5 separate regions of the Mus musculus genome follow, and regions 1, 2, 4 and 5 are each linked to region 3. The links are chromatin contacts, called in public promoter capture Hi-C maps. All regions are on one chromosome and are shown on one strand. Each heading gives the region's core, a stretch centred on a gene start, on an enhancer-like site or on the middle of the called end of the contact. The rest is flanking DNA. Distances are from core to core; before and after follow the strand shown. Region 1 holds the start of Prkca (protein kinase C, alpha). Region 2 overlaps Cep112 (centrosomal protein 112). Region 3 holds the start of Rgs9 (regulator of G-protein signaling 9). Region 4 holds the start of Abca6 (ATP-binding cassette, sub-family A (ABC1), member 6). Region 5 holds the start of 1700023C21Rik (RIKEN cDNA 1700023C21 gene).

Evidence for each region. Promoter capture Hi-C pulls out the DNA fragments that hold promoters and counts their contacts.
Region 1: a promoter capture Hi-C map of liver shows a contact between it and region 3, with 3 times the contacts expected there. The contact joins the promoter of Prkca here to the promoter of Rgs9 in region 3. A contact is called at or near these places in 10 of 39 promoter capture datasets (cranial neural crest, embryonic stem cells, hippocampal neurons and 3 more), 1 of 484 Hi-C or Micro-C datasets (rod photoreceptor) and 1 of 115 datasets of contacts at active chromatin or transcription factors (astrocytes).
Region 2: a promoter capture Hi-C map of trophoblast stem cells shows a contact between it and region 3, with 8 times the contacts expected there. The contact joins the enhancer-like site here to the promoter of Rgs9 in region 3. A contact is called at or near these places in 16 of 39 promoter capture datasets (the 3T3-L1 cell line, 3T3-L1-derived adipocytes, cranial neural crest and 9 more) and 1 of 9 other capture datasets (embryonic stem cells).
Region 4: a contact with region 3 is called in a promoter capture Hi-C map of hematopoietic stem and progenitor cells, with 3 times the contacts expected there. The contact joins the promoter of Abca6 here to the promoter of Rgs9 in region 3. A contact is called at or near these places in 9 of 39 promoter capture datasets (the HPC-7 cell line, frontonasal cranial neural crest, hematopoietic stem and progenitor cells and 6 more) and 2 of 9 other capture datasets (embryonic stem cells and liver).
Region 5: a contact with region 3 is called in a promoter capture Hi-C map of embryonic stem cells, with 3 times the contacts expected there. The contact joins the promoter of 1700023C21Rik here to the promoter of Rgs9 in region 3. A contact is called at or near these places in 16 of 39 promoter capture datasets (the 3T3-L1 cell line, the C10 cell line, the HPC-7 cell line and 10 more), 4 of 484 Hi-C or Micro-C datasets (CD4 T cells and embryonic stem cells), 1 of 115 datasets of contacts at active chromatin or transcription factors (regulatory T cells) and 1 of 9 other capture datasets (embryonic stem cells).

Annotation. Positions count from the first base shown.
Region 1 is chr11:108,339,770-108,345,270 of GRCm38.p6, forward strand. Prkca (protein kinase C, alpha) reads right to left here and starts at 4,119. Exons shown (of 17, transcript NM_011101.3): 1 at 3,726-4,119; 2 at 877-908. The coding sequence starts at 3,898.
Region 2 is chr11:108,455,483-108,461,531 of GRCm38.p6, forward strand. All of the region lies in intron 4 of Cep112 (centrosomal protein 112), which reads left to right. Among named protein-coding and RNA genes, the nearest start is that of Cep112, 33 kb to the left of the region's middle. Within about 2 kb of position 4,304, at least 8 of the 459 cell types and tissues checked have an H3K27ac peak or open chromatin away from gene starts, as enhancers often do. A contact at or near this core is called in trophoblast stem cells, where this site is marked.
Region 3 is chr11:109,296,746-109,302,035 of GRCm38.p6, forward strand. Rgs9 (regulator of G-protein signaling 9) reads right to left here and starts at 1,436. Exons shown (of 19, transcript NM_011268.2): 1 at 1,193-1,436. The coding sequence starts at 1,249. It overlaps Gm39441 (a long non-coding RNA gene), which reads left to right and starts at 1,485. Exons shown (of 3, transcript XR_880277.3): 1 at 1,485-1,705.
Region 4 is chr11:110,249,929-110,255,416 of GRCm38.p6, forward strand. It overlaps Abca6 (ATP-binding cassette, sub-family A (ABC1), member 6), which reads right to left and starts at 1,848. Exons shown (of 39, transcript NM_147218.2): 1 at 1,644-1,848; 2 at 470-576. The coding sequence starts at 565.
Region 5 is chr11:109,843,687-109,849,023 of GRCm38.p6, forward strand. It overlaps 1700023C21Rik (RIKEN cDNA 1700023C21 gene), which reads left to right and starts at 2,192. Exons shown (of 3, transcript NR_045909.1): 1 at 2,192-2,379; 2 at 3,961-4,001; 3 at 4,631-4,790.

The DNA.
Region 1 (5,501 bases), core at 2,869-5,368, 950 kb before region 3:
CCACTTGCCCTAATAATAAACCTATGCCCAGATGGGAAATATAACTGGAACTAAATAAACATGCTATAGGCGATGAGCAGAGAAGCCAGCAGGCGAGCCAGGGAACTTGAAACGCCTTCTCGAGCTATAATGGAGTTATTTATCTAACTCAACAGATAAGACAGAGAATATAAAAAGTTAGATATTTGATGGCTGCTCACCAATGGTGGCTGTGGTGAACACAATGCCATTGTAGGTGAGGGAGGAAACCCCGTGGGGCCCTGCCACAGGAGAGCATGCATGAAGTATGGAAGCAAGCTGGAGGAAAGGCGCACCGCACAGTGATCCTAGAACTGTCAATCACTCTATATCACTGACGTAATGTCAAAGTGTGCATACTTTGTTCCTGGTGGCAATGGGTGATCTACACAACTTTCTTGAAATTATGTATAGCCTAAAACTAATTACCTCGGGTATACAATGTATAGGGTGAAAAAGTTCAGGAAAGAAAGGGGGGAAAATGTCACATGAATACAAAGCAATCCTTCCCCCCCCCTTTTTTTTTCTAAACACCCACACAAAGACAGAAGTTTCTGACAGGAATGTTCTCAGCAAAAAAATAAAATAAAATAAAATTACAGGACGGCTTTTGCTTTTTTTTTTTTTTCTTTCAATGAACAGAAAAGGAAGTTCTATGTGCAGATTACTAGGCAATACTATGGTTTTTTTTTTTTTTCCTTAAAAGGAACACACTATCATCACTTGTGTTTTGAAAATATTATCTAAGTAACATATCTTTCAGATCACAAAGAAACGTTGAGCAGAAGAAGTACAGTTCCCGTGTGCAGTGCTCACTTCTGGATGTACTTGGACATGAAGCCCACCGAGGCAGCTTACCTTGGCACTGGAAGCCTTGTTTCCCAAACCCCCTGGAAAACAGAAAACAAGAACAAACATCTTAGCATGCTTCCCACCGAGACCACATTGTAGCAAGTTACATGAGCGAGTACTCTACAAGGTCTAAAAGTCTATACTTGAAACCCAAGGGCTCAATAAGGAAAAAATACCCCTAAGTATTTAACTAGAAGCCTGTGTGCATTTATCTTTTTAAAAATAACCAAGTAAATCTGTCTATAAAGGACCGCTGAACTGTTACCAAGTTTCTATCTATCTGGTCTTTTCCATTTTGTGATTGGTATTTAAATTTCAAAATAAGAACATGACTTCAAACTTAAAATTGTTGCTTACAATACTCTGACAAAAGGGAGCTTGTGGTTTAAAAATTGGGGGTGGGGATGGGGGTGGGCAGGGGCTTACTTTTTAGTCCTGAAAACAAAGAAACTTTTTCTCCCTAAAGACAACCAAAAAGTAGCTTGTTAGAAGTTTGTTCCAAATAGTATGTGTCTAAGAACTGTCAAATAGTAGCACTGTTTACAGTTCATCTGGGCTGCTGAAGGAATCCGATTTGGTGTAACATCGCTGCTATAGCTTGTGTTTGAGATTATCTGTGGTCCAATTTTCACTGAGAACCACTGGCATTCAAAGTCTATACTGAGACTACTCTGCTCTTGTAAATCATTTTAGAGAATTGACTCTGTAAGCACAGAGTCCTGACATGGATATTTGACTACAAACACTGTTCCAGCAGAACACGCTGCATCAAAATGTTCTCAGAGGTGGCTCATAATCTCTTGCTTTGCAGAGCATTTTAAACTTACAAAGCACTCTACATTCCTTTATAATTATCTTAATGTCATCACCCTACCCCCCCCCAAAAAAAAAAAAAACCAAAAAACCCTAGGTTCAAATATTTAGCTTTAAAATACAAGTGCTTAAATACTGAAATTAAATTGCAAACCAAAGACTCATAGAAGCCATAATGAAAGAAACCAGAGAAATTAAATCCACTGCAAGATGGTCTTGGTGGGGTTGCCTGGCCATCCAACTGACTGCTTTCAGATTAAATGAGGCTCTTGTGCTTGTGTGGAGCTATTCAGAGCAGGAGGGAAAGGGAACCTTTCTCTTCACATCGCAGTGAAGCCGGTACCCTGAGGATCTCATCAGTTGGCCTGAGACTGGGTCTCTGGGCAGTGAGAGTGGAGACTGATTAGTGAGCTTGGTAAAAATGTACGTCGTTTTTCTAATGTATCTACTTCCTGTAGAAGTAATTATCACTCTGTCCCTTTTGACTAGAATCTCGCGGTTAACATGGGAGGCTGCAACCTGCCAAATGCAATATCCTCCCTTACCCCGGTGCTAGAGACTCATCTTAAGGAGCCTTATCTACCGTCACCCACTCCTTGAGCTTGATTGCTTCAGATGCTAACTACTCTATGGAGACTGTAAAGTGGTTGTGTTGTTCACCAAGGTGCCATGCTGAATGATTTCTTAAAAGAAAGGAAAAATCGGGCATCTTATTGGCACACTGATGGTGGGGTCCCCTTTTAATTCTCTTCTCTGGGTGGCCTGGATTCAGCACCATCTGTCCTATAGCCACTAGGATACCCCATTATGTATAAGGCTGACTGCTTGGTGTCTAGGTGCGCTTCGCCCCTTGCAGCTCCCTGCCCAGGAGGGAGCTAAGGAGCCCTGGCCATAGTTCTTGCTTCTAAGGTACTTCTTACTCCAAACACATGGACAAAAGAGTCAGGGTATCCCCAGGAAAAGCTGACACTTGGTGTTCAAAGTCGTGGGAGGGGGACGATTTCTAAGATATGATGGGGGTGGGGGGGACTGACATTTTGTAAATCTGATGAAAGCTGTAATTCTCTCACAAAAAAAATTTAAAAAGAAAAACATAAATCTGCATAAATCCAATTTTACCTAATTTCACAGGCTCCAGAGAGATAGATCCCTGAACCCTTCTTTTTATCAAGCCCCTCAGTTGCCAACGCTTGGCGTTCAGTGGAAATCACCTGAGCGCGGACACCTTTAGCCATTACAGTATTTTTCTTAAATAAGCCCTCTGTCCTCATCAACTGGGTTACAGGTTTAATCTCCTGTTGACAGGGTCTATTTTAAATGACTCCCTCTGCCCTCTGCCATTTGCCTGCCGGGTTAGCCCTCCTCCCCCACGGCAAGCTTTCAACAGTTTGCTGCCTTCCATCTCTCTCCCTCCCCTCTCTCCCCACTCTGGGCTCGGCCAGAAAAGTCAAAGTCTCCGTGCCCAGTAGAAACAGCCTACAGTAGGCAGGGACCCAAGGTTCCAGCGGAGTCCCAGCCCGACGCGAGGCACAAACACTCCCCGGAACGCGCCCAGCCTGGCTCGCCAGCAACTTGGAGCGGCGCGCCGCGGCTCCCCGCTACTCCCGGGCGTGTTTCTTGCGCGTCCTGGGGCCACTTTGACTCCAGCAATCTCTCTTTCCTGTCCCTTCGCTCCCATCAGGCCCATTGACCGCTCCGCTTGGTGACAGGGAAGACCTGTGCGCCCTAGGAGAGGCGAGGGGACCTTCCCCCTCATCCGAGTCACCCCGTGCAGAGCCAAGCGTCCCTTCAGGGCACCAGGGCATGCGTGGCAGCGCCGGGCCACTTTCCAGGGAGTGTCCCGCGTGGGTGCGCGCCTGTCACTCCTGGCGAGAGTTCGGACTCCGGCCAGGCACTCTAAGTTCTCGGAGGAGTCCTGGCCCTGAGAGTAAGGACGCGCCGGGGCTCAGAGACGTCCCCGAGCTTAAGTCCCGGGGACAAGCAGACCTGAGCCCCGGGGCAAAGGTGGCTCTTGGGTCCCCAGGGCTGCCGCGCGCACCTACCAGATGAAGTCGGTGCAGTGGCTGCAGAAGGTGGGTTGCTTGAAGAAGCGGGCGATGAATTTGTGGTCTTTCACCTCATGCACGTTCTTCTGCCTCAGCGCCCCTTTGCGGGCGAAGCGGTTGGCCACGTCCTGAGACGCCGTGGAGTCGTTGGCCGGGTAAACGTCAGCCATGGTTCCCCCCAACCACCTCTTGCCTCCGCCGGGGAGCAGCAGCCGGGGAGGGCCGGGGTGGGCGGGGGCGGCGGCCGAGGTGGCGGTGCTGATGAGGTGCGGTGGTGGCGGCGGTGGCCCGGGAGAGCCGGGCGGGCGCTGCGCTACTCGGAGCTGGGAGCCGAGCCGCTCTCTCTGGCTCTCTCCGGCTCTCTGGCTCGCTGGCTGGCCCCACGCTCACTGACAGCCCGGCGCCCGGCGCTCGCGCTTCCTACTCGCGGCGGCAAGAGGCGGCCCGGAGCGGCGCCGCCCACTGCGCATGCCCGGAGAGCTAGCGTGTGTATGTGTGCACGCGCGCGCGCGGCCTGGAGTAGGAGCGCGCGGGACGGGGACGCGCGCCGGGCGAGCCTTGGGCCTCTGCGCTCCGCTGCACAGAGCTGGACACGCAGACTGGGGGGCCCCTGTGAGCCCCGCCAACTGCCGAGGGCGGCGGTCGGGGAGAGGCCCTGGAGATGCCCAGCCCAGGAAGAAGCCGGGAGGGGCGGGTCCTTCTCCTCCGCCGCCCGCTTCTTTTTCCTCCCTTTTCCTCTGCTTCCTCCTCCCTCTTTTTTCTCCTCCTCTCCTTCCGCTCGTGGTGCCGGGCCTCCTCCTCTCCCCACCTTCCTCCACCCACTCACGCTTCTCTGCTCATGCTTTCCTCTTTCTGGGATGGAAGTTGTGCCCCGAAGGAACCCGGCACGGAGCGCTCCCCACCCCCACCCCCATGCCACCTTAGCAGGTACAGAGGTAGCTCCTTGTCTAGCTACCTGGACCCACAGGCATTTGGGGGTGGGGGGTTTGCTGGCTTTTTATCAGCCTCTTTCCCGTTTAACCTTTCACCTGACCAAAATGTCATTCTAGTCGTTTATGCCACTAAAATGCCCAAACCCTAACCCTCGCTCAGTTCCGAGTCGGTAAAAGGGAGCGGTTTTGAATAACTGATTGCCGGCTCTCTTACATCCCTTCGATCTTTGACCTGCAGTTCACCTGCTTATTATATAGATTTGTATGACAGTCGTAATAACCCGGTAAGATGCCAAAGGGCTTGCCCTGGTTTGTGATGTTATTCGTTGGCTATCAGAGCTGTGGTGCCCGAAGATGATCGGGCTCTCTTGATTTTACATGTCCAGAACCTTAACTTAGAAATCATTTTGCATCCTAAGCTAATTGCTGAAATACTGGCAGGTGTAGAGTTCAGCCAGAACATTTGTAAATTACCAAGTAAAACTGCTTGTGAAGGGGTAGCTGGAATGGATATGTATGCAAAGGGCGCACTTGGGGCTGGGCTGTCCGAGCGCCTGCTGAATATTTATTAGGTCTGCCTGGAGGATTCTAAACCTGGGACAGAGCAACCCTCTACCAACAAGAAGTTCATTGTCCCAATCGGCCTAGGGTGGTCCCAAACTCGAGGTAATACTCCTGTCACAGCTCCTGAGTGCTGGAATTACAGAGATGAGCCATCGCATCAGCTTCGTTTATTGTAGAATACAAATCCATTAAGACAATGTGCATACTTGAACTTGGACATGGTAACACCAGCCAGTGATCCCAAGAGGATCAGGAATGTAAGATCTCAAGTGCAGAC
Region 2 (6,049 bases), core at 3,054-5,553, 840 kb before region 3:
TTCATTGTTAAACATTTGGATTATTCCTAGTTTTTATTTACTACAGACAGTACTGTTGTGAACACTCCTTTCCAGTCTTTCCAGTTCCTGTCTGCCTGTATGCTTTGGGTCGTATTTTGACTTCGATAGTGCCAAAGGGTTTTCTAAGGTGTCATAATGATTTATAGTTCCACTAGCAGGATTTGAAACATTGTGATGTTTTCATCCTTGCTCATACTTTGTTAGTTTTTATTTTAACTTTAGTAGTTTTGGAGTTGTGGACATGTAGTTTCAGTTATCATTGTCCTTTCTCCCTAAAGACATCGAACAGTTTATTCATGTTTATCATTTGAAGTTCCTCTTTTTGTGAAATTCTTGCTCCAGGCTTTACTTTTATTCTATACATAAAAATTGTCTTTTCCTACTGTTTATTTGTCTTTATTAATTCAGATTATGAAGGTTTTGTTGGATATGATAATTGGACCTATCAGGGCCTAGGAGATGGCTTCATGGTAAAGCACTTGCTGCATCATCATGAAGAGCTGAGTTGATCCCTAGCACCTGTCCAGAGAAAGTCAGGTTTTTGTAGAGAGTGTTGTAATGTACACACCATGGGGTGCTGTGGTGGGGAGACAGATGGCGGTGGACACAGATGGACCCCTGGGGGGTTGCTGGCCAGTCAGTGTAGTCAATGGTAAGATCAAGGTCACTGAGAGACATTTCCTCAGAAAATAAGGTGGTGTGCACCAGAGGAAGGCACCTGATGCCAGTTCTGCATTGGCACGTGTGTGTACTGCAGATGTGCACACCCACACCACCGCACCACACCACACCAAACACAAATTCCTTTAAATCTTGACAGCTGCATTTTCATCTTCATGGGGGGAGCTTCTTACTACATTTGATGTTGCCTTGACCAACCGTGTTTGCTTAGATAGTGTAAGGAACAGAACTTATTGGCTTACAATTCTGGAAGGCTGACATATGTCATGTCAAGATGCTGGCACCCTGAAAGAGCTGCTTTGCTATGTCATCCGTGATAGAATGTAAGAAGGGGAAGGAGAGAGGGAGGGGGGAGAGAGAGAGAGAAGGAGGGGATCTAAACTTGCTGTTTTATAGCAAATCTATTCCTACTATAAGGACAAACCAACTCATGGCATAGAGTCCCCATAGCCTAATTATTCAACTACATTAAGGGAGAGTATTAAACTATCCATTGAACAATCATCGTGGGATGTAGTTTTGTTAGTGGTGTCTGTTTTTGTGTTGTATTTGAGATTTTCCCTGAGATCATGGGAATGGTTATCTGTGATATTTTCTAGAAACTATCTTGGTTTTTCTTTTTTTATTTAGATATGTGATAAGTTTAGACTTGATATATGTATGGGGTAGGGATCATAGCTAATCTCCTGAGTTGTCACAGAGATTTTCATTTGATCTGGAATTGTTTTTTTAAAAGCTATTCTTTCCTCATTGCTGTGCTTAATGCTGTTTTTTTGGAATCAAGGAATTTTACTTGTGTGGGTTGTTTCTCACCTGTAGATTTTTCTGTTTGTCTTTATGTTAATGCTATAGTGCTTGGAATTGAACCCAGGTCCTACTACCTGCTGGAAATGTGCTCCACTATTGATTGAGCTATAGCTCTACCTGCTGCTATGGACAAGATTTGTGTCTTTTGTGTGTTTGTGTGTGTGGGCAGATGTATATCCATACATGTATGTATGTTTGCATGCATGAGGAGGTCACAGGTCAATGTTGGTTTTCTTCCTCAATTTTATAGGATCTAGAATCACCTTGGAGACAAAGTAAAATTGCTGTAGTGCTTTAAGTAGTGTGGCTTTAAAACAATTCCAGAGATTTTGTTACCATTTGTAGCCTTGTCTTTTTCTTCAAGATTACCTGCGTTTTTAGTCACTGTTCTTTTGCTGTGAAAAGACATTTTGACCAAGGCAGCTCTTATAAAAGAAAGCAACTAACTGGACATTTAGTCCATGATTATCATGGTTGACAGCATGGCACACATAGTGCTAGAGCAGTAGCTAGAGCTACATCCTCTCTACAGGAAAAGAGAGAGGGAGAAAGAGAGGGAGAGAGAGGTGGATGTTGAGGCAGAGGCAGAGGCAGAGGCAGAGGCAGAGGCAGAGGCAGAGGCAGAGGCAGAGGCAGAGGCAGAGGCAGAGGCAGAGGCAGAGGCAGAGGCAGAGGCAGAGGCAGAGGCAGAGGCAGAGGCAGAGGGAGAGCCTAGGCTTGGGTGTGGTATCAGCTTTTGAAACCTCAAAGCTCATTCCCCAGTGACACACTTGCTCCAAGAAGGCCCAATCTCTTAATCCTTCTAATCCTTTCAAATAGTGCCATCCCCTGGTGACTAAGCATTCAAATATATGGTTTATGGGGCTATTCTTTTTCAAAGTAGCACACTCAGGCAATTTTTGTTTCCATTTCAATATAAATTTTACAATTTAGTTCACTTTCTATTTTTTTCTATACATACCTCTGTTGAGAGTTTTGATTAGAAAGTCTCCAAATATATGTAACACTTTGGAAAGATTTGCTGTTTCTTATAATATAGAATTGTACCAGGAGTACTAGGTGAGTAAAGGCATCCATTTTTATGGGTAGATAGTAATATATGTAGGATATATATCTTGTTGTGGTTGTAATTTATATTCCCTAATAGACATTTGGGATTGGTAGCATCTTTTTTGTGTATGTATTGAACATTATATCTTCTTGGAGACATACCTTTCCACACACCCAGGATACAATGATGAGAGATGTTTCCTCAGTAGACATTTCCTACAAGCAACCTTGTGGGAGCCACAAAGGAGTCACTGGCGTCTAACAACTCTGAAATCTAGATGGGCAAATGCTAGGTGTTCCCTCATCACATTTCAAGGCCTGGGAACAATTCTCTATAGCACATGGCTCTTCTCACTGGCTCTGTGTTATCCTTAGGCTCCCTGAGTTTTCCTTCTTTTCTAGTTGAGTAATTTTCCTAGTTTGTCTTTTTTAGAAGCTTTCCCCCTTTTGGAGTCCAGTGGCCATAGATATTTGTGCATTCCTTTTGGGTTCACACTATCAAAGCCACATTTAATCTCTCTTAGAGATATGTCATTTTTACCTTTTGACTTTTGGCTGAGAATATTTGAGAGAAAACCTCAGCAAGATTTAGAGAGCTTGTGTGCCTATGGATCTGTATGTGAGGCACACACTTATCTTAAAGGACTCTGTATGTGAGTGTGTGCTTCCCACCTTCTCAGTCTCACCACAGGGTTACCCTGGCAAGTCTGCCTTTCTATACAGGTAGTGCTCAAACCTTGCTTGAATTTCAGGTCTTAATTTGGGGTCTTTTGTTGGTATGAGAAACTGAGAATGAGAAATTGTTTGTTTTAAAGGTCACAAGCCCTGGGTTGGGAATGTCTTTAGTGTGTACTTGCTGGAAATTGAAACCTTTCTTTCTTTTTTTTTTCTTTCCACATTTTCTGATTAGGCTAAAATAAGTTAGTTGCATTTTAGTATTTACCTGGGATTATCTTTAGTCTAGTATTATAAAACTCATTAAATATACCTTTTATTTTCCATATTAAGGTGATATTTACCAAGCTTTCTGTCTCCAGACCATGTGGATTGGTCTTTTGTTTTATGCTAAATATCATTTTCTTCCATGTCCTTTCAGCCTTCTTCATGGTAGTACGTAAACTCTTCCCACCTCTGCCAGGTGCCTGTCCTACCACAGAACTTGTTGCTGTAGGCTTTAGTTATTTAACTGCTTCTAGGAACTAGTTTCTGTCTTATTGGTATATAACTCTGTAATGACTCATCTTAAGAAGTAAAAGGACAATGATTTTATTGCTTTGTCTATGTGTTGACTGGCTGGACTGAGTGGAACCACTCTCCCTCTTTGGTTTGGCCTGCACTGATCTAGAAACTAGACAAAGCAGTAATGTTGAAAATAGCTCACTCCTTCAGTTGGCATCTTGGTGGTGGGATGGTTAGGTGGCTAGCAGACTGTTTTAGCTCTGAAGGCTGGGGTCATTTTGCCATGCAGTGTCAGAGTTTTCCCTTTTCATGTCACTTTTCCATGTGGCCTTTCCATGTGATGTTCTCTTCTCTCCAGTAGGGCATTCAGACTTCTGAATGGATACGCAGCATTTCATTGTGTAAAAGTGGCTGTTCCAGGGCTACCTTAAGGCTTTGTCCTAGCACTACCAGAGTTTCAGTTTGGTGTGTTTTATTAAAGAAAACGAATCACAAACCCAACCTAGATACAGTGTGGAGAGGCTATACACGAAATTCAAGAAGTGTGAAGTACTCCATCTTGGGATATGACTCATTGCATGGTCATCACAGATAAGAGGGACATAACAATTTAGTTACTAAACCAGCATAAACTTGGTTTAAAGTTTATGGTTTTTGAGGCTATGATATGTTTGTTTATGTGTGTACTGGTGTGTGCATAGTGTGCCAGTGAGTGGAGTAGAGTGGTTGATCACAAATGTCTCCATGTGAGTGTGTGTGTGTGTGTGTGTGTGTGTGTGTGTGTGTGTGTGTGTGTGTGTTTTCATTGTCTCTCACTGAATTTGAAGGTTCAGAGCTCACCAGTTCAGCTAGACTGGCTGGCTGGTCAGAGAACTCAGGGTAGCTGCTTATCTTTGTCTCTTAGCTCTGGGGTTACACATGTGCCCCACTGTTGGGCATCTGAATTCAGATCCATAGTCTTGCATATTGGGCTGACTCTCCAGCTGCACTAATTGCAATCCTTTTTGGAAATCATTTGACATGATTTTATAACTTTCTTTTTAGAATGTTGTGTATGAGTACTGAAAGTAAATCATTTCTTCCTCCTTCCTCTCTCACAGTTTCTCCCTCTTCCCCCCTCTCTCACAGCTTCTCCCTCTTCCTCCCTCTCTCACAGCTTCTCCCTCCTCCTCCCTCTCTCACAGCTTCTCCCTCCTCCTCCCTCTCTCACAGCTTCTCCCTCCTCCTCCCTCTCTCACAGCTTCTCCCTCCTCCTCCCTCTCTCACAGCTTCTCCCTCCTCCTCCCTCTCTCACAGCTTCTCCCTCCTCCTCCCTCTCTCACAGCTTCTCCCTCCTCCTCCCTCTCTCACAGCTTCTCCCTCCTCCTCCCTCTCTCACAGCTTCTCCCTCCTCCTCCCTCTCTCACAGCTTCTCCCTCCTCCTCCCTCTCTCACAGCTTCTCCCTCCTCCTCCCTCTCTCACAGATTCTCCCATGTTGTCCTTTCAATTCATGACCTCTTAGTTATTATTTTGTGCATATTCACACATATGCACATGTGCACACACATATGCATGCACTGCTGAGTCCTATGTATGTATATGTTTAGGATTGATCACGAGGGATTGGAAACCTGTGAACAGTTCTTCCCTGGAGAAGACTGATTCTCCTCTTCCAGAAGCCATTAACTGTCTGTAGCTCTTCATGTAGGCTTGGAGGCTGTGAGATTCCTCCTGTTGCTGGCAAGGTTATGGATCCAGAGGAGAACCTATTGCTACATTTAAATCCTTACCCTTATACCCACAGGCATGAAGTCTAAGGACATCAGGAATGCGTAGACAGTTGGGTATACATTCTCAACAAATCTTTTTTCAGTACATGACAAGTTCCCCAGAACCCACAGCTGGCCAACATTCAGAGACCAACTGACAGTTTAGCTCCTAACCTCAGTGGGTACATCTGTCACACAGCCTCCGACAAAGCTCAGGGAACATCGTGGCAGAGGGCTGGGAAGACTGCGAGCCAGAGGCCCGGATGACTGCTCTGATGTAGTTTCTTCTGAGTACTACAGAGAAGCTACATGGCACCATGGCCGTACCCACTGCAGTCTTTTCTCAAGAGCAAGATCTCCAGCTGAGTCTTTGGTTTCTTGGTGAGAAGACTGACTTTGATTTCCTCTGGAAATCCTTTGGTCATCTCTGGAATCAAAACCAGATAGGCCTTCAGTTTCCACCGTGTTCATCCCAGGCAATGGTGGCGTCTGAAGGTCAGCTTTCAGGCTTCCCTTCTGTACACATTCTTTTCTTTTTTTCTTTCCCCTCTATCCCTCTGTC
Region 3 (5,290 bases), core at 186-2,685:
TGGAGGTACAGCATGCCGGGGGTGTGGGGGGAGGATGCTGGAGAGCAAGACACCACTCAGAAGGCCAAGGGAAAGGATGCATGGGAGTGATAAACACACGAGTGCTACAGATAGGTGCTCTAAGCTCCAAGCCAGGGCCGTCCTGCACGGCAGGAGAAGACCAGCCTAGACACGATCTGAAAATGACGTTCGACTTTGGACCACCAGACTTGGGCAGCCTCTTGTCCTTTCAGGAGCTGGGAGCTGCACTGTCTACTCTCCTGAGTGAGACAGTGTTCCCTTCTGTTTACGGCATGGCCCTTACATCTCTTCTATCTGGCTTCTCGGGGAGATGACCAGGTGTGCCGAATGTCCTGGTGTGCCCAGGTCTGTCCAGCTTTTAACATCTTGTAGATTAGGATACTTAGTCACCAACTGCACCCAGTTGCTAAGCTCCAGAGGCTCAAGGCAGGGAGGGCCCAGCTTGTCACAGAACATCCATCGGGCTAATTCCCTCAACAGGATAATCCTATGAAAAGTGGCATGAGCCAGAGGTAGGGCAGACAAGTGACCTGGGACTTAATCCTGTGAGTGTCTCTTCCCACACTGTCTAACTTAAAAGCCCAGAACTAAATGAACCACTTTGTCCCCAAACACGTCACCCCATAGGTACATTCCACCTCCCACATGTCCATCGGGAACGGACACCCTGTTCTGGCCATTAGCCATCGACAAGAAACGGTTCTAACTATACAGAAAACACACAGATTGCCATCCTGGGATCAGGGGAGGCTCTTGATCCCACAAATCACATTTTCCTGGTCTTTTTATACACACAGGCATACACACACTTAAAAATCCTGCTGTTTAGTATTGGGGGAAATGTTCATTTAATAGCCGATTCCTTGTAACAATATAGGCTGTCTCAAATCACCGCGCAGCTTCAAGCACTCTCCTGAGTAACAGGTTGTTTTTGGCCTGCAGCAGACCATCACGGCTGCCTTCGAATTCTCCACTACAGTTTACGCGAAAACCCAATCATTATGGTTTTTAAATACAACACATAGAGCCACATAGAAGTCATTTAGTAAAATTGGGCAGCGCGGATCGACCTAGATGGACGCCCTCTGCCCCTGCCCAATCTTCCCTTGGACACTCCACATACTGGGTCCCCGCCCACTTGCCAGGGTCCAGATGGGGATTCCCAGGGTACCTTTTGGAGAAATGCCATCCTCGGCCTGTACTGCTGGCCTTGGTGTCGGATCGTCATTCTGGACCCTGGATGAATTCACGACCACAACACGAATGGGAGCGAAAGGGGAAACCCCCAAGTTCACAAGCCAGCCTGGTCTGCCCCAGCCTGGGCGTAGACCGGGAGGCACAGAGAGCGGAGCGCGCAGGGCCCAGAATACCGCCCTCCACCCCTCGACTCTCCCTCGCACCCGCCGACATGCAAAGCAGCTGGAATTCGCGCCAACCAATCAGCGAGCAGCGCCGCGCGCTCATTAGCATGCACTGCGCGGGCTCCCACCTGCCACCAGGGGGCGGCGTCCGGCTCCACCTGGACCAAACCTCAGGTAGGAAGGCCAGATCAGGGATGCTGAAGCTAGAGCATCTGCCCCAAGGTGTGTGAGCCTGTTAATCTCTTTATATACAGAAGTGAGACAGAGCACAGTGGGAAAGGAGCTTTCCGACGCCAGCTTGCAGGAGAGTTGGACATCTTTGGGTAAGTCAGCGCTAAGAATTTCTTTATAAGAGAAGAGAAAATTTTAAACAGTTTCATGGTATCCAATAGAAGTGTCCATGAAGCTTCTAATAGATAAGTGAGCAACGCTGTGATTGTTCCTAGATAGATATTTAAGATAAAAAAAAATACCAGATGTAGACTTTTATTAATTGGCCTAACAAATAGACTAACTAGTAAGATGTTGGTTTCAAGAGAGGAAGAAGTGAAGAAGCCCATAGACACTCTTTAGCTAACTGTGTGCCCTTAGGCAAATTATATTTTACTTCTAATTCCCGATACTTGTATTTGTTTGTCTTTAATAGACTCTTAAAGGAACTTTTAAACTGACCTAAAAATTGGGCAGATGGGACAGAATAGATGCCTCCAGAGTGGCCACCTGCTCCACACATTCATAACCCCCCTCCAGGGTCAACCTGTCTGGGGAGATTGGTATGTGTCACCAATTGATGAGCCTATATTGGCATATATCCAGAAAAAAAAAAAAAGGATGAAGCCTCCACTTAGTCTACACAAGCAGGATAGATATACAATGTCGCATCTCGCATGTTTAAGTTGAAAAAGAACAAAGGGATTCGCCTTAGTGGTGCTCAGTCAACTGGTATACCTTTAGCATCTAAGCCCTTATCCACTATTTTTTTTTCCTTTCAGGCACATTTATTTGTAAGAATCCGTTGAACGCTGTGGACACTCTCAGAAAGCATGCTCACACACATGTTCACATAACACTGACTCCAGTTTGCAAACAATGTCAAAGTGCTCGTTTCCCCTGGGCCCCATGCAGAAGCCCCCACATCACAAACTTCAGTGAAAAGGATGTGAGCTCTCCAGGGATGGGTTGATGCAGAGGACCGGGGTTTCTGCCAATCATACCAGACCTCTGAGAAGCGTGTTCCTTATGTGAGCTGGGATCCCAGGAAAAAGCTGCAATGTCTTGACGTTTCCTCATGGAACAACTTCTGGGTTTAGTGTTACACGGAATACACATAAGCAAATAAAGCCAGCATTTCTTAGTTCTATAAATTCTGAGTAAGGAAAATAGAGGTGATTTCCTAAGGGGGTGGATTGGGAGCTTAAGTCATTCAGCAATGAGGAAAATCGAAAATGTAAGGAATTGTGCTCAGCTCTAGAATAGGAGCCGTCGTAGAGAGCATGCTGCTCACTGTCATCTCTTCTTTCAAGCTTCCCTGTGAAGCAGTCATATTTTGGAGGATTTTCTCTTAGCCTATTGGACCAGAGATGCTTGGTGGGTGTACCAGAGGCTGGTCCTCAGCCTGCGATGTGGTTCCACAAAGCTTAGGTTACGCTTCTTAGAGTATTTATTATATTACCTTTGCAGATGTCAACCAGAGCCAGAGAGATGGGACATGGAGACAAGAGGAATCTGAGGTGAATTGCGAGCTGAATTCAGGGGGGAAGCAGAAATGAAAGATGAGTGGAGGAAGCCAGAAAACATAGAGAAGCCAGCAAACAGTACAGGCAGAAACCAACAGGAGCTGTGAGGCAGGTGAGAGCCCCTTGAGGCAAGCTGGGCCAGGGCCTTCCCAAGGGCAAGAGTGTCTCTGGGGCTCTCCCGCAGAGCTAAGTCTCTGTTCCTTCCAAAATGCTCCAATATGTAATTTGATATAAAAGGTTTAGGTAGCAGCCTGGAAAAGAAATTGATGCCGTTAACCTATTTAAACAACAATTATATTGTGTGCTGGGCTTTGTGCCGAAAGGCCTGGCATTCAAAACAGGCTGTGATTCCCATCATCTCTGTCTCAAGGAACTTACAGTTTCATGGAAGGAAAGAATAATTGCATAAAACCAGTGCAAAACACAATTCAGATATGTCGAAAACCAGACGGCACAACACAGTGCTTTGGGAAGGCCTTTTGTCTGAGTGGATGGCAACTGTGATGAGGGGGCATTATGGGGTCTCGAAGGGAAAGGGGGTTCAAGCAAGTGAGAGAGGATAGAGAAGCAGGAGTCAGCAGGATTGGAGGATGGTGACAGGGAGCTCACTGGACACCAGATCATAATACTGATGCAGTTTGGAAGGGCTGGGTCTGTGATGGAATGGGAATGGGCAGAAGGGGAAATGCCAAGAAATATAAATGTTCAATACTGAGGGGAGCACTGTGGGTAAAGTACCTGTTGTGCAGCCCTGAGGACCTGAGTTCAATCCCCAGAGACCCACTTTTTTTTTTTCTAAGAAAAACGGAGCATTAAGTACACTTGTAACTCCAGTACTGGAAGAAGACAGTCAGATCCCTAGAGATACCTAACCAGCAAGCCCAGCCTATGCAGCGAGCTCCAGACCAATGAGAGACCATATCTTAAATAACAAGTAGCTGGCTTGTAAGGCAGGACACCCAAGACCACAACACCCACACATATGAACATGTGTGTCCAGCCTTCCCACGCACAGGCGTGCACTCACACAAACACACTTACATGCATACATTTATACATACAAACTAATCTTTGTAAAGGTGACCACCTTAATAGGCATTGGTGGTTACACTGGCGAATTCATCTATTAACACTCAATTATGTTGCTCAAATTAGAGTCCATTGCTGTTTGTAAACAATACCTCAACAAAGAGACTGACCCTCAAATCCAACAAGTCAGAGGAGCATAGTGCTAATAGCTAATCGTTCTATGACTCCGTTACAATGATTCTGTCATTGTCCTCTTCATCACGGGTATCCTGTGTTCTTGTCATCCTTATAAGAGTGTGATTCAGAGCCTAAACTTAGATCACAGCCCTAAATATTATGCAACGCAATTTACAGTGCCATGGATCTTGTCCTCAAAGAACAAAATCTATTCTACGTATGATGGTGTGCCATCCACACAAGCTGCAATGTCCTTCGATACCTAAGTCAATAATCATCTTGATAGAATGTCGTAGCTTCCGTAGTTCAGCCCACTGTACCAAGGACTGGGGGTACAGAGTTTAAAAGGCATGTCTCTCACCTTTGGGCTTCTTTTACAGTGTGGGAGGGGAGGAGGGACCATAAGGGGTTCATTTCCTCATGGTGAATCTATCTGACTGCTTTGAAGCAGGAAGTTCCATGAAGTAATTTCTTAGAAATTGGCCAGTGTTAAAGGAGTCACCAGAAAACCGGGTGTGGTGGCACATGCCTTTAATCCCAGCACTCAGGAGGCAGAGGCAGGAGGATTTCTGAGTTCGAGGCCAGCCTGGTCTACAAAGTGAGTTCCAGGACAGCCAGGGTTTTACAGAGAAACCCTGTCTTGAAAAACCAAAAAAAAAAAAAAAAAAAAAAAAAAAAAGGAGTCACCAGAAGGCGTGGGAAAGTCTGGAGAGAGACAAATACTGGAAAGTCATTCCCATTACCAAAGCCCAAAGGAAGGAGAGCTGGTTCTCTATGTAGAAGATAGTCTTCTCAGAGAGATTTGACTGTCTCCAGGACAGAACTCTTGGAGAATAAACACCAGAAATCTCTCGTCCTGCCATCAGTCTCCTACTGTGGATGGCCACTCTTCTAGTCTGCAATAAAGAGGGCAGCTCAGCCTGGCTGAGGTGAATCTTAGGGTCAGCCTCCAAGAGCAGAATCTGG
Region 4 (5,488 bases), core at 598-3,097, 950 kb after region 3:
GTCACAGGGAAGCCACTGAAGTTTGTACTGTTCGCCACTTCTCAAAGCATTGGCTTAGTACGTTACTCTTTTATATCCTTGGAAACAACCTTTACGTAGAAAATCAATAGTTTTGGATATAAAACGATAATATTAAAATTTTCTCAATTTATACTTACTAACTTTGTATCCCACTGTAGAGTATGGGATGGCTTAACCTTTGCTGCAATTTTACCATACAATTTAATTTTTCCTTTATCCCTTTAAAAAATTATATATATATATATATATATATATATATATATATTACTAAGTTCTATGGTATTGGTCACAGACCGTTATGAGTTTCTCAATCAAACAAACATAGATAGAAGTACCTACCTCAAAAGTAATAACTATAGCCTGCTGGTTAAGCTGTAATCTTTGAAATATTATTTGAAACTCAGGTGGGGAAAGGAGGCTGAGGAGAGGGTGGAATGTCTGCACCTACCAATAAGCTCTCTCTCTTCCTCCGCCATTTCTTGAGCAGAATCTTGTGCAGAAGGGCGCGGGTCTGCTGGCGCACGTGCACACTTAGCTCCTTCATACTTGCCTCACCTGCTCATTAAGCAAACAAACAATAAACCAAAACCAGAAGCGGAGTTGGAAAAACCTTGACTCTATTTCTGACTCAAATATTTACCACACTTAAGAACTATAATGCAATGTAAAATATTAATGCAACGATTTAAGACTAAATTTACCTCAAATGCATTCTCTTTAAGCTATGTGGAGGGACGGGTGACGGTGATGATAGGGCGTGGTTATCATCACACTTCTACAATAAAACAGAACATTCCAATGGGGGGGGGGGACGCCATTAGGGTGCAGAACACATATAATAATATTTTAGATCAGAATTCAATGATGTGAATAAAGTAATCTCTTGGTTTCACCCCATCAACACTCATTTTTGTTCCTTGCATTTTAGGAAAAAAAAAAAACTAAACAAATCAACAACAAAATTTTGATTGCTTAAACTCGCCTGAATGATAAATTCATCGGATACAATCCCAGTGAAATATGTTCATAATACTTATCTTCAGATTTAAATATAATAAAAATTTAACTGAATAACTCTTACCAGAAGAACTGAGCTTTAAAATAATAATCAATACTCGAAATTACTTGATTCTGACTCACCAGAAGAATAAGGCTTCTCTCAACTTTGTAAATAGAAATGACACTCAAAATGCAGAAAGCAAAGTTCAAAATAAGTTAGGAAGGAAGGAAGGAAGGAAGGAAGGAAGGAAGGAAGGAAGGAAGGAAGGAAGGAAAAAAGAAAGAAAGAAAAAGAAGAGAGAGAACATAGTTTTACCCAGCAATTTTTCAAATAAACAAATTTTAAAACCCATTTTAGTTTTCATGATCTTTCAATTTAATCTTTCCTAAATTTACATGACAAAATGCAATACAGTTCTTTCCTTGGCTACAATGGAAGCAAGCTAGAATCTACAGCTGTATTTTCGAAATAAAATTCGGTTGGGGCGGGGGAAATAAAAATTAGCTCTTAAATCACTTTAAGATACTTAAGTGTCTACAAACCATCTGAATAACAGATTGAACTTGGCAATATCCACCCATTTATTCGGCAGAGCACAAAAACAGCAGTAAGCTTCACTCACTACTGAGGAATATTCGCACTCCCGGAACAGGCAGGCTTCTTTTCCTAGTGCATCCCTTTGAGCACTTTCTCTCCTTCCGTAAACATTTCTTAAGTAGGTGGCTGCTCTCCGCGGTTCCTTTGCACACTGCTTTCCGAAAGGGGATGTGGTCACTCCAGGCTGCACATGATGAATCTGTTTTGTTTTCTGTGTCCTCTCTCTCTCTCTCTCTCTCCTGGGAAAACCCTGTTCTGTGATTGGTTGAGAATAAAACAAACCCTGTGTCTGTTCATTCACCCCCTTTCAACTCCGGAAAAAATAAAGCAGATAAGGAAAACTTGCTCAAGCCCTTCAGATATGATGAGATCAAGATTGGAAAGAAGACAAAAAATCAAAATAAAACAAAACAAAAACAAAAACAAAAAAAAAAAAAAACCAACCCAACAACAACAACAAAAACCCTAGAATAAAAATGTTATCTAAGGACTTGTATGAGAAATACAAGTTTTCATGATTTCTCACTCTGCATAGCTAAACATAGACGTCAGTTTTCAATTTGGCAAACTCACACTAACTGGGAAAAGTTGCTGAAGCTGGGAGTTTCTCTTCTTTTCTATTTTTTCCTTTAAAGGTAAAGCAATCCCTATCTCTGCCTTGGAGATAGTCTGACGGTAGACAAATGAAATACTATTTTAAAACATGTTTCTCCTACTCTGGTCACAGCTGTGTGGGATTTTATGGGTTAAGTACATTAATAAAATAGATTTATCTTGTGACTAAAATACATAAAAGATTTCCAATTTTTATGCACTAATACTAGCCTACCTGAACTCCATTCTGTCCTTGCTGCACAGTGTATCTGAAAGGCACTGAAAACTTTTGACCCGCCACAGCAAATGTCAAAACAGAAAAAGCGAAGTCCAGGAGTTGAGAAATCTCAAATATTTGTCAGGACTCTTTTATCCACATGTGTTACTAAATCTAAATCAGAGAGATGTTCCAGAGTATAGGGGACAAGTTTAAGACAGTAACAGTTCCAGCCATGATAATATACTTGGCAGTTAATTCTACTTTTAAAAGTAGACACAAGTGAAATAGCGTGCCTTTTATCTTGAAAACTGTCAAAACAAACATGTTAACAAGGGTATTCTAAAGGCCTCAGGACTGTAGGGGGAAAATGTCACAACACTTAAAAAATTTGTTTCGATAGTAGAACGAATCTTTTGAAGTAGCCTAGAATATAATTCAGATTTCTATTAATTTTATTGCCATAGTTGTTTGATTCTTTATATTCTATTTTTTGGTAGCTAATGCTTAATGAAAAGTTCTTTCTTAGAAGTTTTATATTGTGCATTTAATTGCTAGGGTTTTTTTTTTAATTTCTTGTTTGTCTGTTTTGCGCTCATAAATTACATCCTAACCCCAGTTTCCTCTACTTCCACTCCTTCCAGTCCCTCCCCCACATCTCCCCTCTTCCCAAGTTCTAGTCCTCCTCCATTTCCCTTCAGAAAGGAGCAGGCCTCCCAGGGATAGCAATCAAATAGGCCATAAAAGTTCAGTAAGTCTAGGCGCATGCACTCATAGGCTCAGCGCATGCATTCATATCAAGGCTGGATGAGTCGAGCCAACAGGAGGAGAAGGGTCCCAAGGGTGGGCAAAAGAGTCAGAGGCAAATCTTTTTTTATTCTGCTTTTCTTAAAATTTTATTAAAACTCACAGCTTTAATAACATCAATTTCTTAAATATATTTACTGCTTTCTCGCTGTTTTATGTATGTGTTTTATTGGCCTATTTTTCTCATATTTATTTGAGATAGTGTCTCTCACTGAATTGGAGCTAGGCTGTTCTCTTTAATATGCCTCATTTATTGTGGTGACACTATTTTTAACTTTGAATGTAAAGATAATCCTACAAATAGCGACCTAACATGATGAGGAAGACAGACGCAGCCTCCAGCTAGGACCTGGAAATATTGGGAAAAATATATTCCAAGTTAGAAATTGAGATGTATAACTAAACTTAAAAATAATGAATAAAGGGTGGTGGCGCACGCCTTTAATCCCAGCACTTGGGAGGCAGAGGCAGGCAGATTTCTGGGTTCGAGGCCAGCCTGGTCTACAAAGTGAGTTCCAGGACAGCCAGGGTTATACAGAGAAACCCTGTCTCAAAAAACAAAAACCAAAAAACAAAAACAAAACAAAAAACAAAAACAAAAACAAAACAAAACAAAACAAAACAAAACAAACAAACAAAAAAGAATAAAGGATACTAAAAAGTAATAAACAATTGGAAAACTAAGTGAAGAGTGAGGGTATACCCAGTAGGTTCTAAAACCAAAAAGAGAATTTAAAATTTCGTCATGAGTAGCATTTCAGGTAACGAAGTACATCTGGAATATATTGGATTAAGATCTAGGCCTCTGGTGTCTCAGTTTTTCTGTGATTCAGTCTTTAACACTGACAGGTGGACAATCTACAACTCATTTTCCTACAAGAATCTAGGTGTGCTGCATGACTGCTAAATACAGTCTAGAAAAAAAAATCTCACATCTTCTATTCCAGGGAAGAATATGGATATAGATGTTTTGTCCAATCACTGCGATATATAGAAAATGAAAACCCAGGGATAGAGAGGTGGCTTAGAGGGTAAACGCATGTGCTCAGATCCCAACACCAATATAAACAAACAGAATGAGACCGCGCATGTGCGTACGAGCTACCACTACAGAGGACTTACTGATGCTTACTGGCCGCTTACTGGCCTCCAGCTCAGCAAATCCAGCCAGAGACTCTGTCTCAAAGAAATAAGGCAGAGCATGATAAAGCGGACACCTAGCGCTTTTCTCTGGCCTCCTCTGGCATTCCATCCACACATGTGTACACACATGACATTCGTGCACGTAACATACGCGTTTAGATTTTTTTCTTTTATTTTTTTGAGATGATTATATAGTGCGCCACTGCGTCCCGATCCTTTCTCCCTCCAAACATTCCCATCCAGCCCGCTTTCAAATCCATGGCCTCTTTTTCATTAATTCGTGTTACAACACAATTTTTAAAGATAAATAATACATGCCTCTCCCATACAATACATTCTGATCACAGTTTTCCCTCTCTCCGCTCATCCCAGTTCTCCCTCCCTTTCCCGCCCCCGGCCCCCAGATCGACTTCCTCCATTTCCCTACTGAAAAGAGCAGGCTTCCAAGAGACAAAAATTAATCAGGACAAAACAAAATATAATGAAACAAGGTAAAAGCCCTCATATCAAGACTGGACATGGCAACTCAATAGGAGGAAAAGAGTCCCAGGAGCAGAGTCATCTAAAGAGTCCCAAAGAGTCACCCCTCTCACTGTTAGGAGTCAGACAAAAAGCACCAAGGTAACTCTATAACATTTGTGCAGAAGACCTGGTACAGACCTTTGAAGGCCCTGTGCTTAAAAAGAAGAGAAAATGAAAACTTAAAGAGTGGATGTGTGCACATGTGTTTCATTTGTCATATTTCAGGTGCAGTAGACAGGAGAAGATCTTAATAACAGGGACAATATCATAGCAGTTAGTTTGTATGCCCTGGAAGAAAAGTTAGTACTGTGATCTTACAACGTTTCTCTAAACACTTCCCTCTCAATATTTTTTCATCCATTAAAATGAGAAAAAGAAATGTTGACATATGTATGAAACATATATATATATATATATGATTATTGTGGGGATTAAATTCATTAATAATGTCTAAAAAATTGTAAATACAAATTTTCCCTAAAAAAAAAATGGTTATTTCAGTGGTGGCACATGCCTTTAATCCCAGCACTTGGTGAGCAGAGGCAAGGGGACAGACAGGGCTACACAGAGAAACCCTGCCTCAGGTG
Region 5 (5,337 bases), core at 942-3,441, 550 kb after region 3:
GATGAGAACATTTCAAGGTCTAATGGCTACTCAGGGTAGAGAGAAAATTCTAATCCAAGACTCTCTAGTTCCAGGTCCATGTTTTCTCTCCATCCACACACACTCCTTGGAGCCTGTGAAATGGCTCTGGAAAGATGCAAAGCTGTGTCCATGACTTCTGGTTGATATAAGACTGCCAATGGGAACTGGACCTGAGGGAGTCTTGATGATCAACTAAGGAATAGCAGCTATACTGTACTGGGCTGTGTCAGTCGAGCCTTTTAGGGCTTAACAGACTCAAGCTGGAGTCTCTAGCATCTCAGACTGGTTTGTAATGGGGATTTAATCTTTGTGAGCCGTCCTTCGGTGGAAGGACAAGCCAGGGACTTTTCCTGTTACAGTGCTGAGAAGCTCATATTATTCTGCCATAGATGTATCCCACCATCCCTTTCCTTTTCACTGTCTCCTGAGTCAGACCCCTATATCATCCCTGCCCCTTCCCATGTAAATGTGTAACCTGAAAAGCCAGACAAAACAGGAAGTGAGGAAACTCCACTGTCTGTAACAAGGGAGAAGGGTCCACAGAAACTCTTTCATTATTAGTTAATTAATTTTTGAAATAGGATCTCCCAAAGCCCAGATTGGTTTCAAAAGCACTATGTAGCTGACCTTGAATTCTTGATCTCTCTATCTTCCAAATACTGGGATTATAGACATGTTGTCAGCACATCTGGTTAGTGCAATGCTGGGGACGGGAGCTAGGACTTTCCTTCATGCCAGGCAGGCACTCTACCAATTGAACTATACCCTCAGACTTCCTTCCCAAAGTTCCTCTATTAGCACAGAGAAGAGACGGTCTGAGATGAAGGTCCCTTCTTACAAGTTCTTCCTCCCTTTGGGCAGCTTGGAGCTCCAGGACTATAAAACAACAGATTTTTTTCCAATTGCTTTGCACAGCAGAGGGAGTCCCAAATGTCACACACTTGAACTCCTTTGATTCTTGGAAGGAGGGCCAGCTGCCGACAGCTAGCAGCCAGGGGAGTGGAGGAGTCTGTTGGTACAAGGGAAAAATAAAATCCTCCACACTAACTGGCTTGTGACTCCTCAGGACCCTGCAAGAGCAGTATGCTGGTTTTATTCCTCGGTGATTTTCTTTGACCGTAAATATTCAGTATGCCAAAATGTTTACGTCCAGGGAATACTAAATACATGAATCCTTATCAAGTCCTACCCACAGAGACCCAAATCCTGATGGAATGTAAGTTTTCTGTAGTCACTTTCTCTCTTGGACTTCATTGAGAACCTTGTACAAAAAGCAATGCATTTAAGTAAATTAAAATCAGCCCCATCTAGCAAGTCATTTACTATAAATGGGCTAAATACTATAATTAAAAAAGACATGACTGGATAACAAAACAGAATCAGACCCAGTCTAAGCAGAGGAAAGAGACATATTTAACAGAGTGACACACGGACTACAAAGATAAAAGCATGAGAAGAGAAATGCTCTGGAAAAGGCAAGTTAAAAGAAAGTGTGAAGTTAAAACTAAGACAAAGGCGCTGCTCTTCCAGAGGTCCTGAGTTCAATTCCCAGCAGCCACATGGTGACTCAAAACCATTTGTAATAGGATCTGATGCCCTCTTCTGGTGTGTCTGAGGACAGTGTACTCACACTAAATAAATAAACAAACAAATAAATCAATCAATAAATAAATCTAAAAGCAAAACAAAACAGACAAAACCCCAAGACAAAGAAATCAAAGACATCAGCTAGCCCCACCCTCTGCCACAAAACCCCAAGAACAATACACAAGCGACAACACTTTATAATATTAAAAGAGACTCATATTTAAGCCCTAAGTATGTCCTGTGGTCCACAGGGCCGCTAAGAGTAGTTTTCTTTCTTCTTGTGAATGTGTAAGAAACTGGATTCAATCCCCACCACAAACAACAAACAAACAAACAAACAAACAAACAAACAAACATCTCAAAATAGACTCTGTGAAAGAAAGAAAAACAACAGCTGGTGTCCATCATGAACATGGCTGCTCTGTGTGTTTGTAAACCATGTTGAAGTGGAACACAGGCATGACCACTTCAGTGACATTCCGTTGTTGTGGTCACATCAGCAGAGCAGAATCCAGTAGCTGTGACGTAACTGCCTGGTGCATAGAGCCCAACAACTGTAATGTAACAACATAAAACTCTTTCTGTGGCGGTTAGGAGGCAGCCGAACCAGTTGAGGCCTCAGGGCCAAGAAATCTGAGAAGCAGAAAAAACCCTAAGGTGCCACATTTGGTTTCTTCCCCTCAGGGTCTTTGTCTGCCACACCACAGGTCTCTGAGAACCAAATGAGGTTGCGAGCAGTCTGTTGCTGTTGTGCTGGCAGGGGACAGATGGGTGAGTTGAGCATCACCAAGGGAGCCAGGACTGCAGACGCCAGAGTCCCGGGAAAGTAAAGGGCAGGAGAGCGAGCAGCATGTTCTAAGTGTAGCTTCCCTTTGAAGCAGCTGCCGACTCCTGACCTCTGTGTTCTACATCCGCTTCTATTTTTTTCCTCCTTCTTTTATTAATTCTTTGAAGATTTTGTACAATTCATTTTGATGATATTCACCCCTGTTCCCCTACCATTCAAGGTCCATTCCTCCTTCCTAGCCACTCAAATTTGTGCCCCCCCCCCAACTCATTTAATACAGTTTGTATCTCATATGCTCTTGGATGTATGGTCTTCTCTCTGGGGGCTGCTCTATCCACCAGAGAGAGGGCCACAGTACTGAAGAAAATAACTGCCTCTCCCAGAAGCTTGCAGCTTCCAATGGGTCCTTAGCTAGGGGTGGGACTTCACCTCCGCGCTCCATGCTGGGATTTTGTTTGGCTTGAGCTGGCGCGCAAGGTCTTGTGCGTGCTGTTTCAACTGCTGTGAGTTCATTTGTACAGCTGTCCTGCGATATCCAGAAAGCAGTTTCCTGGTAGTCAGCCCAACACCAACTCTGCCTCTTACAATCTTTCTGTCAGAAGAGGGTAGCAGAGCAAGGCGCTGGATGGAGGTTGTGGGACAACTAAGCACTGATTGATTGATTGATTGATTTTAAAGCTTGATAAGCTTCCTGGGAGGGTCAGATAAGCGGCATCTTAAGTCAGGTTTGGTAGGCATCCCAGGGCAGATTTGCTAAGCGTCCAACGAAGGGTTTGAGAAGGACCCTGGGCTCTCAGACCAACCCCCTAAAGTACTGTTCACCCGGCTCCAGGGCAACTAGAGATATTCACCAGTTTTCATGTTGCTTATAAATGTTATCAGTTACTCTATTATTTTTAATTTGACCCTGGCAGCCACCCCCCCCCCCCACCAATAATTGAGACAGAGTCCTACTAGACTTATTTAATCAACTTTAACACAATTACTGAGCGAATTACCTCTAATCTATTTTTCTAAGGCTAGACTGTCTAATTCCCCAGCCTTGCTCCCCAAGTGCTAGCAGTTTGAGTCTTGTCCGGGCTTATTTTTGCTCCATCAGTCTGTCCTCAGGGGACATTTCACTTGCCACTGCCACCGTGCCCCTGGCCCAATTAGTCTAACTGAGACCTCCTGTCCCCTCCTTACTTTCTCCTTCCCTTCCTTCCTCCTCCCTCTCTCCCTCTCAGGGACCCTACCTGTGATCCCCAGCCCAGTAGCCGAAGCCCCGCCCACATTTATTCTCCCCAGTAATTGGCTATAGTCACTTACATTTAACCAATAGCTTTGAATTGGGGAGCAAGGTTTATACAACATCCTTTGGTAAAAATGTGCTCTTGGGGGGCCAGTATTTAGCATTTGAATAAATACACAGCAGCACTTCCAGGTGGAGGTGACTTAATTAAATATTTATTTAATCATCTTTGGAAGAAAATAACATTACCAATAATCTCCCCAGGTTTTTCGTTTGTTTGGGTTGGTTTGGTTTAGTTTTGTTTGTTTGTTTGTATTTTGTTTTTGTTTTTCAGTGCTGGCTATCAAACCCAGGACCTCACACATGCTATTTAAGGTAACAATTCCATGGTTGGGCTAAATCTCCAGCCTGGGGCTTCATATTATTTTTAATGTATAATGTCTGACAGCCAAATAAAAATTACCAGACATGCTCAGAAACAGGGCCAACTGACCTGATATTAGAAAGGAAACCGGTCTGCTGTGAGATGCAGACATTAAAATAAGTATGTTAAATTTGTTTAAAATAGATTGCAATCTGGAAAATTTCAGTAGGGAAATTGGAAACGATCTCATTTATGTACAAGATGAGTCAAGTCAAAATTATTGATTTAAAAAATAAGAAATTAGGAACACAGTAGGTGGATTTAATGGGAGATTAGAACCAGAAAAAGAAATGATTAGCAAGTTGTCCTTAATTTTTTTTTCTGTTGTTATTATAGAGAGTTATATAAAACCACTTTAGAAGATGGTCGTTAAAGGATGGGGAATAAATCAGAGTGAGGGTATTAAAATGAAGAATGGAAAACATCAAAAAGCATGAGAAACATTTCTGAAACTAACATGTATAATTCAGAAATTGTCAGAAAAATTTTCTGAAATTAACATGTATAATTGATTTGCCGGAAGGAGGGGGAATAAGGGAAGAATTGAAGAGAGCCTGATGGATGATCTCCCTGTTCATAGGTGACATCAGTGGACAGGCTCAAGAATCTTGTCCTACTAAGCAAAATATGTAAAGAAAATCACACCATCGTCTATCCAAACTGGGACAAGATCAGCAAGACGATAAAATCAAGAAAAAATTACAATACTGAAAAAATTACAAAATAAAAATAGAAAAGAGGATGCCATGTAGAATCCAACTCCATCCCCTTAAACTAACAACATCTGAGTTTCTTCCTCCCCAATTATGGTCACATTCATAGGTCTAGAGACATCTACATATCCCTTGGGAGGGAGCACAGTTTGATACACTGTAATTATTAAAATAAATGAACAAGATCTGACAAATACAATCAAAGAAGCTGCAGTGGGCAGTCTGGAAAGGAAGCTGACCCATAATTCATAGTTCCCTCTCAGAATTTGGCTTATCTGAATCAGACAGCCTCAAGGACGTGGCTGGACCTTGCTGTGGGTGGAAGAGCATTAGACAGAAACTACACATTATTATATAGAGATGGAGACTTGACAGGGCCTTAAAGGGAGAGAGAAGTTTCACTTTAAAGGCTGGAGAAGGACTTTTGTTAAGAGAAACACAGCAAGGTGATGCATGCCTTTAATCCCAGCACTCGGGAGGCAGATGCAGGTGGCTGTCTGTGTTTGAGGCCAGCCTGGTCTACAAAGCAAGTACTGGCACAGCCAGGGATGTATATAGAAACATGGTCTAGAAA